3 separate regions of the Mus musculus genome follow, and regions 1 and 2 are each linked to region 3. A link is a contact called in public Hi-C data. All regions are on one chromosome and are shown on one strand. The core of a region is the stretch at or near the end of the contact, and the rest is flanking DNA. Distances in the headings are between cores, read along the strand shown.

Evidence for each region. Hi-C and Micro-C count contacts between places; a contact is called where the count stands out from the background.
Region 1: a Hi-C map of forebrain shows a contact between it and region 3, with 5 times the contacts expected there. The contact joins two enhancer-like sites. A contact is called at or near these places in 2 of 484 Hi-C or Micro-C datasets (cortical neurons and forebrain) and 1 of 115 datasets of contacts at active chromatin or transcription factors (bone marrow-derived dendritic cells).
Region 2: a Hi-C map of ventral hippocampal neurons shows a contact between it and region 3, with 1.9 times the contacts expected there. The contact joins two enhancer-like sites.

The regions. Positions count from the first base shown.
Region 1 is chr2:138,549,963-138,552,662 of GRCm38.p6, forward strand. No RefSeq gene overlaps it. Among named protein-coding and RNA genes, the nearest start is that of Gm14061, 30 kb to the right of the region's middle. Within about 2 kb of position 1,394, at least 21 of the 459 cell types and tissues checked have an H3K27ac peak or open chromatin away from gene starts, as enhancers often do. A contact at or near this core is called in cortical neurons and forebrain, where this site is marked.
Region 2 is chr2:138,791,896-138,794,595 of GRCm38.p6, forward strand. No RefSeq gene overlaps it. Among named protein-coding and RNA genes, the nearest start is that of Mir1952, 27 kb to the right of the region's middle. Within about 2 kb of position 1,431, at least 12 of the 459 cell types and tissues checked have an H3K27ac peak or open chromatin away from gene starts, as enhancers often do. A contact at or near this core is called in ventral hippocampal neurons, where this site is marked.
Region 3 is chr2:138,032,601-138,035,300 of GRCm38.p6, forward strand. No RefSeq gene overlaps it. Among named protein-coding and RNA genes, the nearest start is that of Gm14062, 160 kb to the left of the region's middle. Within about 2 kb of position 1,326, at least 24 of the 459 cell types and tissues checked have an H3K27ac peak or open chromatin away from gene starts, as enhancers often do. A contact at or near this core is called in cortical neurons, forebrain and ventral hippocampal neurons, where this site is marked.

The DNA of each region.
Region 1 (2,700 bases), core at 144-2,643, 520 kb after region 3:
GTGACTGTCCTCATTCCAATGGTTGGCTGGAAGTATTTGTATCTGTCTCTGTCAGCTGCTGGTAGAGCCTCTCAGAGGATAGCCACGTTAAACTTCTGTCTGCAAGCACAATATAACATCAGTAATAGTGTCAGTGTTTAGTGCCTGCGCATGGGATGGATCCTAGTTAGGCCGGTCTTTGAATGGCCTTTTCTTCAGTCTCTGCTCCATTTTTGTCCCTGCATTTTTTTTTTTAAAGACAGGATCCATCCTGGCAGATCCTGCTTTTATTATTATTATTATTATTATTATTATTATTATTATTATTATTTGTATGTATGTTCATAAGAGAAATTGGTTAATAAGAGTCTTTCCTGAATTGGTATGATGGAGCAACAAATATTAAAACAATAGTTTTAAAAAACCATATTTCTATAATCAGGTACTTATAAAGAACAACTGATTTTTCAAATTGAATGATTTTATAGGCGGGAATTCTGCTTAGCACTTTTGCAATGCGTAGAGTCCCAGTGTCATTAGAACATAATATTCTGCTATTGAAACAGTTTCACTTAAATGGCAAGAATATACAGAGTTTACCACAAAGACAAAATGAGAGGCATAGGACTTATCCTAAGTAATATAGAGTTAAGTAGGGCTACAGACTAGCAAACAGGTAAGGAAGACACTGTATGAATACTGCCATAAGAGGAGAGCCAATGCTCCAGGGGCCCAGGACTTTGGGGTGAATAGCGCGCACGCGCGCGCACACATATACACACACACACACACACACACACACACACACACACGCACACGCACACGTGCGCGCGCGCACACACACATTGTCTATGCATGGGTATATGCAGGAATACTTATTAACATCACACAGTTCAATTACAACCAGAGACATTCTTTTGAGATGTGTTCGCCTCAAGTACTGATCTGCATTGGGTTTTGAAATAAAATTTCTTTTTCTTCTTCATTGGAAAGAAAATATTTGGATGAATTTTTCTATTTTATGCCAACACAGATTAAATAATGAAATATGTTTCTGGATCCTGAAAGTGTAAGTTAATGTATTTGACAAGATTTCTGTTCAGTTTTGCTAGTTCAGATTCCCTTTCCCCTAATTATTCATTTTCTGCAAACTTCCTTTTTATTAACATATGTTACCTTGTACATTTTTCCACATGTCTATTTTATCAATGTTCTTTTTTTTTTTTTATGTCAAATGCTACTGGCTTGTGTTTTTCTTTTATTTTCTTAAGGACTGCAGTTTCTCTGTAGTCTGTCCTTACAATCTATAAAGCATTCTGGCCTGGAGGACTTTCCACAAGTCATCCCTGTGTAGGAGGTGCTGTTACTGTTGCCATTCTTGAGATGACCCTGGGGGAGCAGGTAGGCTATGTAGCTTCCACTGGGTTTTAAATGAGCACAGGCAGCTTCAGACCTACTGTGTGTGGGTTTAGCAGCAGTTCCTCTTAGCAATCCTAAAATATCTCAGATAACTGCATCTTAGACATACATAAATTATCTGGCTCTAGAATGCATGAATTTTCTTGTTCTGTTTTCAAATTCACTAATTGCTCTTTTTAGTTTTCTTTAAATTCATTTAGTTTCCTTCACATTTCTCCTTTAGATAGTCCACGTGCAATGCTTCTTTCTCTTTTAGTTTCAAAACCAACGTTCCGTTAAATTTGGCACAAAGCCGCCTCCATATGAGCAAGCTGCAACCTAATCTAGTGTATAAATGAGCTGCAACTGAACTGCTATATTCTTGCAATAAGTAGCCAAGTCTCTGCAAACCAAGCAGCTGGGCTCTCAGCTGATCACAGCCTGCTGACTGCTCAGTGTGTCCAAAGAACGCTTTTCTCCATCCAACTATTTTTACATGTCACTTCCTGGTTCAGCTTGCTACCTGATTCATGAATCTCCTCTCTGCTTAAGTAAATAAACTGCTAAATTTAGTCCATTTAAAGATGTTCTTGCAACAGTAATGAGAGGTTTGAACACAAAACCGAGGGAAGCATGCAGTACCTCACTATCTCATATAAATGGTCTCTTGATTATTACTCTGTGCATATTCTCAGTTATAAGCATTGTCCTCTATTGTGACCAAGCAATTACTCAGAAGCGCACAGAGGCATTAATTTCCAAATAATTAGATTTTATTTGATTACTTTCTTTAGTAATTTCTATTTTTACTGAACAATAATAAGAGTATGTGATTTCTACTATTTTCAACTCTTGGATCTGTTAAGATCTTTTGGGATCTCTTTCAATAGAGAAATAGGGTCTTTACTGAAAGGGAAAATTTTTTTTCAGAGTAAATGAAAACATTTAGCTATGTCTAATAAATATTCAAGACTATAATGTTAAAATTAAGAGCCAAAGAAAAGGGAGAAAAGAAAAATATTGTCTGTACAGTGTTGATTAAAACTAATAATCAACTCCAGTTCCATTTGCATTAAACTTTGTATGTTTTCTTCTTCAGGAGAGCCTTTCCTCTCTATGTGGACTATATTTTATTGATGCTTATTCTGTAGTTTAGAAATGTATCTATTATTATCTATACTTCCTGATAACCTTAAGTTTGTAAAGGACACCTCCTCAGAGGAGAAGCAGCCCCTTTCTCTCTTCATGTGAAGAATACTCCATGGCTCTCATTTTGTTAGACACCCCTCAATTCCCAACATAGTCTCTCACATTTGTTAAAAA
Region 2 (2,700 bases), core at 181-2,680, 760 kb after region 3:
ATATACTTTTTATCATATTTTATATTTTTCATAACTTGGCTATTTCTTTTCCAAAAGTCTGGCAATGGTGTAGACCTTAGATTCAAGTTTACATAAGAGATGGATGTCAGGAAGTGGACACAAAGAACATGAACAGGTTTGATAAGGCACTGCACATTTTTCTACTATTTCTACTAGCTTTGGTGACTTTGTCTTATGTTATTGAACAGGGCTATTGATAACTGTTCCTTCTGAACCACTTCTGGGTAGCAACCATTGTCTCCAGGAGGTGATGAATGGGTAGTCTAAATCCAGTAATGAACTAGGGTTGATTCAACTCTTAGTGTCTTCAATGACAGACTTACATCTCTACTTGAGCTCATACTCAGGGAGAAGGGGCTTAAAAATGGCTGCAACAGAAGGATTTATACCACACAACCAACTAAGGCTTCAAGTCATGATAATACTGGAGCCAGTTATTGTGGGTATCTCAGCTGGTATGACACTCAGGATGTACCCCCCACACACTCCGAATTTCTAAATATATCTTTTTGTCAAGGCCAACTATAGAACTTGAACATCTCTTTCCCAAATGCCCTTCTTTTATCATTTTCTTTCCATTATACAATCATTATTTAGATGTGAAAAACCATACAATTATTTCCTACAATCATTTACAGTCTCATAATGCCTCTGAGTAAATTCAGAATTCCTATTTGGATAAAACAAATTATCATAGGTGATATGACCGGTAGCACACTATTATTATGAGTGTCTGCAGGCCATCCTGAGAAATGATTTCTTGCTTGACATATCTGCTAAATGGTAGATTTCTCCTAAATTTCTACCATGATTAAAACACTGTGGCAAACACCTTTATATGGCCCCAAATGGCAGAGAAATGTTTAAGAATAGAACCACAAACTGTTACTTTGTTTGGAGCCACTCTCTCTGCATTGTTGACAAGGTTGGGGAGAAGATGGCATGAACAGTTCCATCATGGCCAAGAAAAATTCAGCTGTCTCTGTAGCCGTTGAGAGAACCTGGTGATTTATGGAAGTCCTTTAAATGCTAACTGAATGTTGTGTGTGGGTGTGTTGAAATGTACTGCCAGGTGGTTCTCAAAAAAAAAAAAAAAAAAAAAAGCCTGCCAGGGCTTAAATCAGCCCTATCATCAGGATCAGAGCAAATGCCTGCTATTTTTCCACCATTTGTCAATTCTATATCAGCACGAGGACACCTGTTAGAAATGCTGTCACCTGATGCATAGAGTCAAACAACAAAATCAGAGTGAGTTTGGTAACAGCAAAGTAGCGTGCTGTGAGAGAGGCCAAGAGCTTCCGGGCAGCTTTCTTTGCCAAATTTACCTCCAGATTGCTGGGCGGTCTTGTCTCTGAACCTACCACCCAGGCAGCAAATCACGCCAACTAATCTGGTACACTGTGTTCCTCAGTAGCTCTGCTTTGAATATATTTGTGTATCTCTCCACCTGCTCTGTCCACCCAAGTGAATGTTCTGCTACTAAATGCATTTAGGCCTTTTTGTTTCCTTTATTAAATTCTTTATTTAATTCAATATATGAGACATTCCATATACAATATGCTCACCATAAAATAAACTACTGCGTCTCCTTAGGAAAAACGTGTCTTAATCTTATGAGACTGACAATTTGATTGAAAACAGATATTAAAATGCCCATGTTAAAAGGGGGCATGAGATGCAGGCTCTCATAAGAATTGTAACTAAGATAAAGAAAAGATTTCAGAAAGGGGATTAATTAAATGTGGAGATGTAAAACCAATGCTATCTTAGGTGAAAATCCATGGGTAAAAAGTTTTCTTAATTAATTAATGTATTTACTTTATATCTGTTTTGCAGCCTCCTATCCTTCCTTTCCTCCCAGTTCCTCCCTCTCACCTTCACTTCCTTCATTAACCCCATCCTCCTTTTCTCTTCAGTAAAGGGGAGCCCTCACATAGATATAAACCTACCTTGACATATCAAGTTGCAGTAGGACTTGGTGCAACTTTGCCTATGTTAGGGGAAAGGAATCCAAAGGCAGGCAACTGAGCCAGTGTCAGCCCCTTGTTCTTACCGTTAGGAGTGAAGTCTGAGCTGCACAACTGTTACACATGTGCAGAAGGCTTTGGTCTCTTCCATGCATGCTCTCTAGTTGGTAGTTCAGTCTCTGTGGGCATCTATGGGTCTATGTTAGTTGATTTTGTAGTGTTTCTTATGGCGTCCTTGACCTCTCTGGCTCTTTTAATCCTTCCTCCCCCTTCTCCACAGGATTGTCCAAGCTCTGCCTAATGTTAGGCTGTGGGTGTAGCATATGTTTCCATCAGTTGTGGGGTAAAGCCATGCAGATGACAGCTATGATAGGTGCCTGTCTGCAAGTATAGCAGAGTATCATTAATAGTCTCAGTGGTGGACTCCCTCCCATGGGGTAAGTCTCAATCTGGGCCAGTCACCGGGTCTCTATTCCCTCAATTTTTTGCTCCATCTTTTACTGCTGCATATCTTATAGGCAGGAGTGGCTTAACTAGCCCCCCCTCATAATTCCTGGGAGTTGCCATTGTCCATTTCTAGCTCAACTCAGAGATAGCTCTGACCACTTCCAGTTTTCTTCCATGTCTTCCACCAACTTGATCCCTCCTTTCTTTTCCTTTTCTTTCTTCTTCTTCTTCTTCTTTTCTTCTTCTTCTTCTTCTTCTTCTTCTT
Region 3 (2,700 bases), core at 76-2,575:
CAAGGGGAGGAGAGCCAGCAGAAAAATAATAAACTGTCACAAAAATGTTCCACTCTTTAGTTCTAGTGAGGTTCTCAGAAAACTTTGAAACACCAGAATGTGAGTTACTCAAATAATAATCTTTGCTTCTAACCTGTATTTTTAATGGAAATAATGAAGTCCTGAATCAGGTTTGCCTGAGTCTCCTTTCCTTTCCTTCCTTTTGTTTCTTTTGGTTTGCTTTGGGTTTTTGTTTGTTTGTTTGTTTGTTTGTTTGTTTTTATAATCGAATTAACTCCAGAACATTCGGGGGTGCCGGCTGGGATCCTTATCCCCACCAATAGACCAGTAGCTGCCTAATGAGCTGCCACGGGAGCCCCTGTGAGACCTAGGGAAGAATGAGAGGCTGAGCACTGTGACAGACGCTTCAGCCTCGTCAACAGGAATCCAGGCAGTTAATAGATTCCTAGGATTTGAGGGGCTCACACATAAGGCTAGGAAGGTGAGGACTCATCCTTGACAGAGTAATATCCCCGTTCTGCCACCCACTTGAGTTTTGAGTTTGCTCACAGAGACAAGGGTCCTTTTAGGTTGTGCTAGCTTCTGTGGGAGACTGCTGTGAGGGCACGAAGGTGACGACCTCCTCTCTTCTAAGTCCAGACCTTGATACTGGAAGGAAATAAAGCTATGTTTAAAGAGTCAACCATCATGGTGAAGCTTGAACCTTGGGGCCTTGTTCCTGGTAGTAGGAACATTGGAAGGGATGCTGCCCACATACAGTGACTACTGTAAATCATTTCCTCTGTATTTTCCTGGGGATAAAAATTGTGAGTTGAAACAGGTGAGTGGGCGTCATATTATTATGCAAAAAATTAATATTAGCAAAGAAAAGCCTCAAGGGCTGTTTGCTTGTTTTCATCTGAGAATAAGATGGGTTGGAAATGTAGACGTGTGTACATGTTCCCCTGTCTGCCGCCAGGGGGCAGCATCTTCTTGGGCAAAGGGAGGCCAGTGAGGAAGAAATTGCGTCTGGAAGATGCTGTTTGTCGCCTGGTGTCTTAAACCCTGAGGAAAGGAGAAATACCCTCTAAAATGGACTTCTCTAAAGAGATCTAAAAATCCTCAGAAATCAGAGGTCAATTCAAAAGAAACTATGGCTTCTGGGAGATGCTCAGAACATGGAAATCATTGATACTCTGAGAGTATTTCTTCTGAAGGGTTTTCCTTAGATTTTCCTGGATGAGATTTGGTGAAAGCAGATTTATTTTTAACAAATGCACACACATGGCATCCTCTTTCTTAGTGACAGGAACTTCTCATTTTTCCAAAATGTGCTTGGCAAGCTTGGCAGCCAGAGAAACGAGACTGGGAGACCTGCTGTTCCATGGTGCATGACGAGCAACAGAGGAAGCCAGTCTAAACCAGAAACCATCCTCTCAGGACGGATTCGGGAGGATGTTCTGCATTCACAACACTCACGTTCAAAGCTGTGGTTTCTTACTCCGCAGTAATTCTGCACCTTTACATCATTTTCTTATATACATTAGTGGAAAATTGGCGGGGGTGGGGGGGCGTCAGGGGACACGAAGTAGCTAAGGCACTAGACTTAGATAATTCTGTCAGAATTCTCAGCATTATTTTCCTTCATCATCTTTTTTCTTTTCCTACATGTGGCTTTAAGCCCAGTGCTTGTAGCATAAGCCCTTGAAATTCTATCAGCCAGGAAGTTGAGGTTTCTGACAGAATGAATATGCATGGCACACATAATCTACAATTTATTAGGCTGCTTCGCTGGTCATTATTGAGATTTGATTGTAATGCTTAGTGGCGTTAACATCCTCTCCATCCCCCTAACAACATTTATGGTCAGTAATAATATTAGCTCAATCCTTGAGCCTCGCTCTGCTGAATGAACCAAGCGACTTGAGCTCCTCTTGGCTCATTACTTCTAACAGGGCTCCTGTAGTCATGTCACACTCCAGCGACAAGCCTGACAGAATGGCATCTTTTAAATATTATCTCTGACATATTTCTCTGAAATGCTAGCCTTTCAATTAGTGTTATGCACCAGAAGTGACAGATTCTAGAAGAGTCACTTCTACAAGAGAGTACAGTAATAGGTGACCTACCAACAACAGTGGGCTAGAGAAGACATCCATGAATAAGTTCATTATAGCCCCTTGAAGGGGTTTCCACAGCATGGGCATGAACTAGTGGTCAATCAAGATGTCCATATATCTTTCTTTTGGACATTGTTTTTCCATTTCCCAGGTTCTGCATCTTTTGCTACTAAAAGCTGCTTCCTTCACCCATAGGCATTACAGATGCCCAAAGTCTGGTCCCACAGGAGCTCATACGTGATACCCTATTATTGCAGAACGTCAAATGCCTGTCCCCTTTGCCTTTGGGACGCACAAACTGACATGAAAGTTATGCTACAGAGACCTTGTCGGATCAAGCTGAGGTTGAGGTTTCACTCAAAATCACACTCATGCTTGGCTTCTTCTGTTGGGAGCCGCCCCCACATTCGCCGTTACAAGATGGCGCTGACATCCTGTGTTCTAAGTGGTAAACAAATAATCTGCGCATGTGCCAAGGGTATCTTATGACTACTTGTGCTCTGCCTTCCCCGTGACGTCAACTCGGCCGATGGGCTGCAGCCAATCAAGGAGTGACACGTCCGAGGCGAAGGAGAATGCTCCTTAAGAGGGACGGGGTTTT